Regions from separate parts of the Mus musculus genome. Here regions 2 and 3 are each linked to region 1. A link is a contact called in public promoter capture Hi-C data. All regions are on one chromosome and are shown on one strand. The core of a region is the stretch at or near the end of the contact, and the rest is flanking DNA. Distances in the headings are between cores, read along the strand shown. Region 1 holds the start of Gtf2a1l (general transcription factor IIA, 1-like). Region 2 has its middle 81 kb from the start of Gm4719. Region 3 has its middle 48 kb from the start of 4933400B14Rik.

Region 1 (3,661 bases), core at 341-2,840:
CCCATTCTGTGCATTTAGGATTATAATTTTGAAACCCTGCAAAGAGAAAGATGGAAAACAAGAACCTTTTCAGCTTTCTTATTTCCCGGCTTGAATAATTTAATTGGATTTTATAATATCAGAAGGAATCAATGCTTGCTTTTAGCTTTTCTATTTTGGGTGATGGTAAGTCACTTTGAATATTTGAGGTAGTAAGTTGTCACGTAGAGAGATATAACCATTAAAAATCACCACACATAATGGCTTTTTGTAAAGAAATTCCCAGTAGTTTTTAATTTAGGAAAAGTCTTCAAAATGACACCAAATGAATCAGCAGCTAGAAGCTTACACCTGGTCCAGGCAAGCAATTCAAAGTGGGCAATCACACACAGCTCTATTGCACTTACACACACAAATAAGCAAGCAGTCAACTCTAAACCCTAATGGGATTTTAAATCATCACATAACCATCTGTTAGGTCGAGATCTATCTTCAGATTAGAAAGGCTGCTTGAAGGCAGAGTGGTGGAAGTAGATGACTTTCCCCTTTGAACTAGTGGGGACGTGTGAGCTTAAATCTATCTTCAGCTTTAGCTAGTTAAGTTCCTTCAAGCCCAAGAGAGCAGAGACAGGAAGAGGAAGGGAGGGAGAGAGAGAGACCGACAGAGAGAGAGAGAGAGAGAGAGAGAGAGAGAGAGAGAGAGAGAGAGAGAGAGAGAGAGAGAGAGAGGAGAGAGAGAGAGAGAGATTGATTATAGGGCAAAGATGGCAACTTCTGCCTGAGGACTGGGGAGCCCACTTGGTTTAAAAGGTAGTTCTCTGTCTTCAGGCTGCAGTTTTAATCATATGCTCTGGGGAGAGACTTAGGCACCAAACCTTTAAAAGGAAAGAACCCTTCAGGTAAATTTAATGTGGCCCCACTCTTGAATGTGTTTTAGGGCAGTGAATCTCATTTTAATGCCCATCAGAACTATCTGGAGACCATTTGAAGTCGCCGTATGCTGTGCCCCCAGTTGTCAGTCCCTGATTTGGTAGAGATGTTTACGTTTATGAACCCTTACTTGTTTGTATTAATCTCTTTTACACGCATTGATGCATGGATTGTCTGTGTGCCCACTCGCACAGCTGTTCCTACGGAGAACAGAGGACAGCTTCTAGAGCCCCCACTCTCTTCTAGCACACGGGTCAGACTTGGCAGCGAGCGTCTTTGTGGCTTTCATCTGTATTTTTAACACTTTTCCAGGTGAAGTTGCTTTTGCTTTTGCTCACACTTCAACCACTAGTTACAGAAGAATTTGGCTCTTGTCACACTTTTTATACGGCAGCATAGAGCGCAGTTGTGAGTGATATTTAGTGAGGCATGGTAAAAACAGGAATAACATCTTCTGCCCTCTTTCTTCTTCCCTTCATCCTTCAAAGATGAGGTTGCCCCATCGACCTGACACTGCACAACCTCCCTTAGCTAAAGTTGGTTGTACGCCTTACCACACCCGTGCCACGCCCAAACTTTATTTCTCCAACCCCTAACCTTTCTTGCCCGGTCCTACTCAGCTCCGCCCCCAGCGGCCTCGCGGTTGCGCAGCAACGAGGACCCACGGTTCAAAAGCGAGCCTGGCGGCTCTCTGCCACGCAGGCGCAAACGGTTAGGCACAGAGCGGCTGGCATGGCCTTCATCAACCTGGTGGTAAGGAGGCGGGCAGGCTTTGCCGACACCCTCCAGACTTTGATAGGCACCCCCTTTTCACCATGGGGTACAGGAAATAGAAGACAGCCACGTGGGGCTCTGATTCCATTTGAAAAAGTGTGCGTTCCACTCCAACTGAGGTCACCCAGGTTTCAGGGCACCTAGACATCGTGTAGAGGCAGGGTTCCCTCAATCAGGATGATTTCCTCTGTGTTTAAGAAATTCCTAGGTTCTCTCTCTCTCTCTCTCTCTCTCTCTCTCTCTCTCTCTCTCTCTCCTCCCTCCCTCCCTCCCCCTTTTCCCTGCTCCCTCCTCTTTTTTTTTTTTTTTTTTTTTTTTTTGACAAGGTCATGTAAAGGAACCCTAGGCTGGCTTCAGACTCCGGATCCTCAGTCTTTAAAGAGCAGCCTCCAGCTCTAATCCTAGTTATTGGAACATAGGTGGCTCATGCTGTTCGAGACAGGGTTTCTCTGTGTAGCCCTGGCTGTCCTGGAACTCACTTTGTAGACCAGGCTGGCCTCGAACTCAGAAATTCGCCTGCCTCTGCCTCCCAAGTGCTGGGATTAAAGACGTGCGCGCCACCACCGCGATTACTTCCTAACCCGGAATGAGAGGTGATGTGATTTGGATTGTCGCCTCATGATCTTGCCTTTCCTTGCCCTTTAACATCTTAATGCTTAAATAGGAAATGCTCTAACGCTGCCCTAAGGACAGCTAAACCCCACAGTGAGAATTCACAGGCAAAACGGCACTTGTTAGATCCATCAAATTAAAAATCCCAAGTTGAAGGCAAAAACCACTATCAACAGATGCCCATTTCCAGAAGGACAATGGGCAGCCAAGATAGGTTTGTGTCTGTAAAAGTCTGTGTATACAGCATAAAAGGTTCCGTTTTTAGAGACATGCTCATGTATGTTCATTTTATGTTTTAAGAACTGTAAAGTATGGATGCCTGGATATAAGCTTTCCACGAATACCAGTTTGCCTGATTGTTATTGCCAATGAGATTTTCTTCTTCTTCTTTTTTTTTTTTTTGGAGATACCGGTAAGGTGGAGGTCCAGACTATATATAGTTTTAATAAAGATAACATAGAGAAAGCAATATAAAGTTTAACGGCGGTCCTACAAGAGAGACATGTTCAATACTTACTACGCTTTTGAAAAATTGTATTTTATTGGCTTCTTTTGGACTGCTGCTGTTAGACTCCAAGGGCAGGTCTTAAAAGATGTTTTTATCCCTAGGGGTTTTCCCTGCAGCTCTTAAGTGTGATCTTATAGCTGGGATTAAAACAGAAGCCTCAGTTTAGAAGCCTTTCTCAGGGTAGACGGAGAAGCAGCAGCTCATCTGGGGGCACTTAGTCTTAATGGGTAAGCCTGTGAACAACATTTAAATGTTACTGATTGGCCTATTCATAGACTTACCCTGGGTCTTTAGAAGGATTAGTTTAAATTGTGCTGCTCCTGGAGTGAGAGTATTTTTTGTGGGAAGCATGAAAAGAGCAGCCCGAGAAAGCCTCAGTTTTCATTTGGTCTGAATTAAGCAATTGTGAAAGCAACTGGAGTCCTGTGTTACTGAATGATATCTGTGGTCTTTGTCTGAATCTGTCTGTGTCTCTGTCTCTCTCCCTCTTCCCCCAAGCCCCCCCCCAGCTCACACACACACACACACACACACACACACACACACACACATACATACACACATACAGACACACACATACATACACACACACACATACACACACACATACACACACATACACACACACACACACACACACACACACACACACACACACACACACACACCAGAAAGGCTGAGTATATTTCATATGTTTCTGCTGCTTATGCAGAGGAACAGGTGACAGGTGGCTCTGGGTAGGTTCTGGCTAATTTTGTTCTGTGGCTTGGTTTGAACATCTTGGGTTTGTTCATGAACTTATTAATGACTGACAGGGATGTGGTGTGCTTTTGCTCGCCTGTGCTCTCAACTGCCCTC
Region 2 (3,661 bases), core at 698-3,197, 790 kb after region 1:
TTGTTGTCCTCCCTTTCCTATGACTCTTAAAATCTTTCCCCTCATCTTCTTCAGAGTTCTTTGCACCCTGAAGGGAAGGATTTGATGACAAAAATCCCATCTATAGCTGAGTGTTCCAAGTTCTCTTACTCTTTGGGAATTGTCCAGTTGCGTCTCTGTATTAATCCAGAGGGATCATCGCTGATGATGGTTGAGCAAGATACTGCTATAAGAGGACAGAAGAATGGCATTAGGAGTTATTTTATAGCTATGTTTCTTTAACAGAGCAGTAGTATTTAGTTTCCTCCCATCACTGGCCTCTCTAGTCTTAGGTACTTGGTCACATAGGTAGTACCACCTCATGGAATGACCCGTAATTCCAATCACGTAGAGGTTAGTTATTTCACAAATTTTGTTTCACTACTGTACCAGCATAACTTTCAGATGGGTCATGATTGAAGATCACACACTCTGTAGCTGGGTTAGTGTTTATCTTTCTCCCCTAGTATAGTGCAGAGGGAATTTCAATACCATGTAGAGTGAAGGCTCTAAGGAGGCCTCTGCTCTACTTTTCTGACTCTAGTGGACCTTACAGGTGTTGTCTTCAGCAATAGGTCCTTACCATCCATTTTTGAAGAGTAACCAATAACCTTGGAAATATCCTGGATTGTTTTGGAGTTTCTATGGGTCCTGCTTGACCAACATTCCCAGCTCTGGAGGTTTCATTTGGTGGTGAAAGAAGTTCAATTGGGGTTTGTCACTCCTATTATTTGGTGATTTTAATTTAGAAGTTTTCACATAAGTACTTCTATGCATTGAATTTTTATTGTATTAGGTTTTCATACTACCCCTCAAGTGGACCTTAATTTTAACTGTCCTTCCCTGTACATGGCCTTTGGTCTTTATATCAGTTTCTTTCTCCATGTATATATAACAAGTGTCAATGAAGTTAAGAAAACATATAAACTTAGGAAATTAGCATCTAGAGGTCATAAAATATCTTTATAAAGACATGTTCTTAATTCATTTTCCTAAAATTAAAATAGACCTAAGTTAATTTCTCAACAAAATCATCTTACAATAAAGGTATGTGCCGAAATTTTGTTGGGTTTTTCTTTCTTCCAATCTATTCTGTCACATATTGCTAATTGTTTGCAAACATTTACATACATTAAGTGGAATACCATTGCAGGGACCCAATGCTCTGTTTTATATTGTTATCTAAAGTATTAATGGGAGGAATGGTGTAGGGACCAGGAGACAAGGGGATCTGGAGACTTGTATTAATTATGAGGGTGTTGAGGAAGTAGAAAGAAGATTGCTGTTTGGAACTTGAAGGTTGATGTTTAAAAGAGCCATGGCTAAAAGTGTATGTCAATAACTCAATTTGGTATTTTTTTTTAACTCTTTAAAATTATTACTATGTAAGTGGTTTTCTTGGTTTATTAATCTTTTTCCCATGATTGTTTCCTCTGCATGAATTAATTCTGTAGATTTGCTACAAATCTGTCTGGTAGTAAACATTCATTTGTGCTCTATCCATCAAAAAAGTAAGAATTATTTTATTGCCCCCCAGTGTTTGCTCCCACAGCATTGCTGTTGCTTTCAGCAAGCATCCACGTTCCATGTGAGCTTACTGAGTTTGAGAGACAGATAATAGAAATGATGTGGAAGTGGATATGTGATTGAAGGTTCACAGGAGTCAGAGCTTCTGGACTATTTTAATAGAAAACTGCAGAAACGCCTTTTGTCTCGAGTATATGAATGGAGAAATTCACAGTGTTGTTCCAGGAGCTACACCGAAAGTGTGGGGCTGTTCTAAGATGTGAGTCCACAGAGAAGGCAGCTTTGTCAATGTGTGTGAAATCCACGCCCCCATTCTACTAATATGTATTCATCAGTGTCTGCATTAGGGATTAAAGTGTTTGCCCAGTAATAGGGTCTGATAAGTTAACGAAGAACAGATGTGAGTGGTGTTGTTAATATGGCTTCTCAAATAAGCTTTTGTTTCTGCTTCACACAATACAGTCAGCTGTAGCAGGGGTCTACTTCTGCAGTCTTATGGATGAAGAGTTGAAAACTTATGGATGAATCTAAAACTTAAGATTCTTTTCAATATTGAAGGTTGACTGAAATTGAAAAAAAAACAAAACAACAACAACAAAAAAAAAAGTCTATAGAAAGTGAAGTGAGTCAAGAGACCATAGGAGTCATGTGAAAGGGCTAACCAGCAGTGATAGTGACAGAGCAAAAATGCTTTCCCATGAAGCAAGAAGCGTTCCTTGTGGAGACAGCTAACCCTCTCCAGGAAGAGTTCCCAGTTATGAGAAAGACCAAGTTTCTAAAACTCCTAACCTCCCCTGTGCAAATTATGTCCTTCCCTCATTAGAACATTTTTTTGATCAAGAGACATGCTCTCTGACACTGAATCATGGGACCAGAATTGACTCACATAACTCAGAGGGATTAGAAGAACCTGATATACATGACTTGGACCCCAAATTTGGCTAGAAAATGAAGTGTAAAGTGACATTTAGCAAGATTAATTTTTGGTCTTGCTCTCTCTCTTTCATACACACACACACACACACACACACACACACACACACACACACACACACTCAAACACCCACAAATAGTTAAAGATCTTGATTGTACATTAAGGATTGAGCAGGAACTAGACCTGGGCCCCCTGCACATATGTGACAGATGAGCAGCTTGGTCCCCAACATCAGGGCTCTTCTTGAATCTGTTGCCTACTGGCTTATGACTCCTGTTCACCTAAATGGATTGTCTTGTTTGGCCTCAGTGGGAGAAGATGTGCCTAGTCTTGCAGCAATCTAATGTGCTGGGTGGGGGTAATACCTATAGGGGGCCTCCCCCATTCTCAGGGGAGAAGAGGATGGAAGAATAGTAGAGGCTCTTCATGGGGGTACTCAGAGGAAATGAAGAGCTGATATCGGGATGCCAATTGAATAAACAAAGTTTTTTGTTTTGTTTTGTTTTGTTTTGTGTGTGTATGTGTGCATGTGTGTGTGCATGTGTGTGTGTGTGTGTGTGTTTGTGTGTGTGTGTGTGTTTTATCTGAGTATCTACATTGATTTTAGCCAGCTTTTTCAGCAGGGAAAATTTTCAACACTCAGAGTGTGTTCCTTATTTCGGTGGTACAAGTTGAATCACAATGTAATAGCCTTTGTTTACTGTTGTGAAGGAGAGGAAAATGGAGTGAAATCAGCCATAGGTTTTTAATGCCTGCTTTTCCTATTTAGAAGATTGTTACTGATGGTGTGACAGAAAACACAGAGCTATATTAACAGGGTCACTCAGTCACAAAATTCCGTTAATGTGGAAAATGACAAACCAATACTGCGTGCTGACAAATAAGGTCTGTGCTCACCTTTTATTCTTTGTGTCGGTCTTTTCAAATACTCATGAAAGGCTGGGAACTAAGTGCACATTCTAGGGCAGGATCCTGGAAATCACATGTGATATATCATTAGAATGTACCAATTCCTCTAGTTTTATTATTTTTACTTTTTCTAAAAATGATGACAGCAAGCACAAGAGTTTCAAATATATGTTCAAGTACAAATCTATAGGAACATGCTGCATAGAAACCTCCAAAGTAAACATGTGCACTCGAAGCATTACTGATATATTTACTTTTTTCTTGGAGCCAAAG
Region 3 (3,661 bases), core at 571-3,070, 600 kb after region 1:
AACAAGACAGTTTTAAAGCTCTGTCTTTTTAAGAAAGGAGGCCAGAAAAAAAGTAGCACTTTAAAACTTTTTAAAAAGAAAGCTGATGATAGATGCTCCAGTGTTATAGAGAATATTGGGGACTGTCCAGACAGTCAACTATCTGTCACTTTCATAATTTTTGGAAGTTGCTTCCCCTGCACTTCCTGAATACTCGGGTAATATTTATTTATTTCTTCTTGGGTCTCTGATGGGGTTGAAAACTAAATAGGCATAGTTTCACAACTAAACTTATAAAGTATCTAGGAAAATGTGTTAGGATCTAAGGAGATGTTTCTAGGATAGTAAATACAAGTTATGAAGGTTGAAGGGAATTTTAAATGGATGTTTTAAGGTTGGTAAGTGTAAGTTTTGAAAATTAGAGGATTTAAATGCTTAATATGGTAATGAAAAAAAGGGGTTTAGATACAGAATTCTAAACTCACCGAGATAGGATAGGAGAAGTAATACTTTGTTCAAATATTTACAAATACAAACATACTGGAATTTTTGAATGTACTGAAAGACCCACAACATGAGGACCCCAAAATCACCCACAAGAAACGGTCTTGCTGCAAATTGCAAGAGGATTTTTATTCAAGAGCACTCTCGGGCCCACGGTCATACACCACGCAGGGGTAGAGGACTGTGGCGCCCCGAGTAGCTGGGTCAGGGGGTATTTAAAGGAAGAAACAACAACTCAAGGAGGTGGGGAGGGCGTTGTTGGAAAATACCAAAAATACCAGTTAAGAGTCACAAGGAAGTGCAAAGTCACAAGAGTCTCGAGGAATACCTGGTAATTGTGAGGGTTATTTCTCAAGACAGTTTCTAAGAGCCCCTAACAATAGCACATTTGCATAGCGGGTTCCAGCAATGGTCAGGGTGGGTCAGGGTGACTTTGTTCGAATGAATACTCCTTGAACACAGGAAGTGGGTGGGTGGAGGGATGTCGCTATCTGTTTTATGATTAGCATACCTTGGAGCATTGAGTCACAAAGGCCACATTCCCAAACCTGGGCCTAAAGGCCTAGAATTTTGTTTTTATGTTTTACTTTTTCAGTACCTCTTATGTAATATTTTTCATAATTGATCCTACTGTATGCTGTTTATTATTATAAGAGAAAGAGCCTTTTTATTTAGACCAAAGGCGGGAAATGTATGGGGTTGGTGTGATGCTGCTTATATTCAAATGCTAAATTATGTACCTCAAGAGAGGAAGACATAGCTTTGCTTCCTAGGGCTTGGGGCCTGAAGAGAGAAAATGGAGGAAAGGTGGATACTGGTCATTCTTGACGATGTGTGGAGATGGAATGACATGCCCCCTGCCCCTGGAACAGAGCCAGAAGGGCATGATCATCCAAGAGTGTTGATGGTTGGACATAAGACTGGTTTATATTATACTGTACATTTCACTTTCTGCCTTCCTTTGAGGAATGGCTTCTTTAATTTAATTACTGGATGATAATCAGAGACACCCAAAGTCTGGGAGTCTAGGGCATGTCTGGGTCTCAGCAAGTTGGATGCTGTGATCTTAAGGTCGTGGGAAAGAACTCTAAAAGCCTGAGTTCAAATATATAACTTCTCAACTATGTACAATATAAAAATGTAACATGAATTGTATAAGGACCTTCAAAGTTCTAAAGGAATAGAGGCTGTACTGTGAATCAGTTTGTCAGAAATATAAGGAGACAGACAGATACAAAGGCAGATTCCTGAGTTCAAGGTCAGCCTGGGACAGAGGGACTTTAGGTCCAGGACCAGGAATGGTAGAAATGTTAATTTTAGGGTGGGGTCCCACTCAGCTATCTTATTGTCTGTGCTTATTCTTGCTTCTCTTTCTAAGAATCAAGGGGCTAGGGTCCTGGGTTCCTGATTTGTGGGGTAATCAAAAAAGGAACCTGGGGGGGGGTAATGATGGAATTGTTATGTAAATAAAAAATGGGCCTTTGATTTGCAAGAGATGAGCTATCCAGAGGGTTTTAAGAATTGTTAAAAAGCTGTCTCAAGCAGAGCTTTGTCTGGAGAATATCAGAGGAAGCAGAACATAGAGAGAGCAATCAGGAAAGCTGTCTCTAGCAGAACCCACAATTTGACTTCAAGTTGTTCATTTCACCACTCTCAAACACCCTTCTCCATAACCCTTCTCCAAGATGAGGCTGGTCCTTAGCAGGAAGATGCCATGGGGTAGGTGGATCCAGTGATATCTTGGAGTTATGGGCAGGGAAGAACATAGAGGGTTGATATCTGTGCAGCTCTAATGCTTTAAGGTTCATTATTAACATAAAGGTTTTGTGTCCTTTATTTGGGAACTTTATGATCTAAAGTGGAGTAGAAACCCAAGTGATAGTCAAAATGCTGATTTTTCTCTTTTGAGGTATTTCATCAAGTGCTCCGAAGAAAGACATAAGTGTAATTCTGGTAAAACAGAGAGGTGGTATGTAAGTGGATGAAAGGCATTTTCAGAGTAATACAGAGGAAATTAATTGTTTTTAGAGAATTTTATGTTTTTAATTATAGAAGGTATTCTGTGAGTTGGGTATGTGGTGTTTATATTTTTAAACTTGGTGTCAGTATTTAGCAACTGGTAGGAATATATTACTTTTAAAACAGAGTCATCCATGCTTCTGTAAATAATCACAATAAACTCATTGGTTCATCAGATATACTCTCTGGATTGATTTCTTTATTCTTCCATAAGTGCCAGTCTGAAGAAACATTTGCTCACAACTCCCAAGAAAAAATTATACAACAGTCTACCTCTTTATTGCAGAAACTGCAGGTATGTGCCACCGTACTATAGCAAGACCAGTCAGATCTTGTGAATAATGCTGGCTTAACAAGATGTATTTAAATCTCAAAAGGCAATAGCTCTTCTCACTCTAAAAGAATGTTTCTCTACAGGTTCGTATTCATCTTAGCTTATAGAACCTATTCCTTGTATATTTAGCTCATCTGGCATTCAGGAGCTCTTGCTCACCACACTCACCAGCTTTGGAAGTGTAAGAATCTGTCGACCCTTAGTTTATTAGGGAACCCCTGAGCGAACCACTCAGAGCCCGAATTGATGCAAAAAGCAAGAGGAATTTATTGTTCCAGTGCACTGGGGTCATCTTAGACCCAAAGGAGAAGTGGTGACCCCCAGCCGCCCGTTAGACGAGTTTTTATATGGTTCCCAGGGGCAGAATAACCTAGCAACTAGGCACAATATAATTGGTGGAACAGGGTGCCCTTAAAATTGATTGGTCTTTAAGGAGTGAGGTAGTAGGGGCTTACTCAGCCTCTCCCTTCTGGCCTATGTGCTCTCTGACCTGTCTCTTCGAGGAGAGGGGTCCAGTAGAATTTTGGAAAATTCAAAGAAGTTTTTCTTCCATCCAAGAGAATTTGCTTTTAGAAAGAGCCTACTATAATTAGTGTAGAACTGCAAGAAACAGTGGAGAAGATTCTTGAGAGATGGAAAATTCCTTCCTACAAATAAGTACCCCTTTTTAAATCCTGGAGTTTTACTCTCCTTGTCTACCAAAAGAATTTAAGACTATTTCTTTCTGTATAATATGCTAATATTATTTCCAATGCTTCACTCTCTAGAACGCATACAAATCTATCAGCAATTGACCCTGGATTATACTTCCAGATGTTAATCAGT

The links. Promoter capture Hi-C pulls out the DNA fragments that hold promoters and counts their contacts.
Region 2: a contact with region 1 is called in a promoter capture Hi-C map of second pharyngeal arch cranial neural crest, with 3 times the contacts expected there. The contact joins the enhancer-like site here to the promoter of Gtf2a1l in region 1. A contact is called at or near these places in 9 of 39 promoter capture datasets (the 3T3-L1 cell line, 3T3-L1-derived adipocytes, embryonic stem cells and 5 more).
Region 3: a contact with region 1 is called in a promoter capture Hi-C map of embryonic stem cells, with 3 times the contacts expected there. The contact joins the enhancer-like site here to the promoter of Gtf2a1l in region 1. A contact is called at or near these places in 8 of 39 promoter capture datasets (the 3T3-L1 cell line, 3T3-L1-derived adipocytes, the HPC-7 cell line and 4 more), 2 of 484 Hi-C or Micro-C datasets (adipose-derived mesenchymal stem cells and cerebral cortex) and 1 of 9 other capture datasets (embryonic stem cells).

What each region holds. Positions count from the first base shown.
Region 1 is chr17:88,667,070-88,670,730 of GRCm38.p6, forward strand. Gtf2a1l (general transcription factor IIA, 1-like) reads left to right here and starts at 1,591. Exons shown (of 9, transcript NM_023630.2): 1 at 1,591-1,662. The coding sequence starts at 1,642.
Region 2 is chr17:89,458,789-89,462,449 of GRCm38.p6, forward strand. No RefSeq gene overlaps it. Among named protein-coding and RNA genes, the nearest start is that of Gm4719, 81 kb to the left of the region's middle. Within about 2 kb of position 1,948, at least 2 of the 459 cell types and tissues checked have an H3K27ac peak or open chromatin away from gene starts, as enhancers often do. A contact at or near this core is called in second pharyngeal arch cranial neural crest, where this site is marked.
Region 3 is chr17:89,270,506-89,274,166 of GRCm38.p6, forward strand. No RefSeq gene overlaps it. Among named protein-coding and RNA genes, the nearest start is that of 4933400B14Rik, 48 kb to the right of the region's middle. Within about 2 kb of position 1,821, at least 2 of the 459 cell types and tissues checked have an H3K27ac peak or open chromatin away from gene starts, as enhancers often do. A contact at or near this core is called in embryonic stem cells, where this site is marked.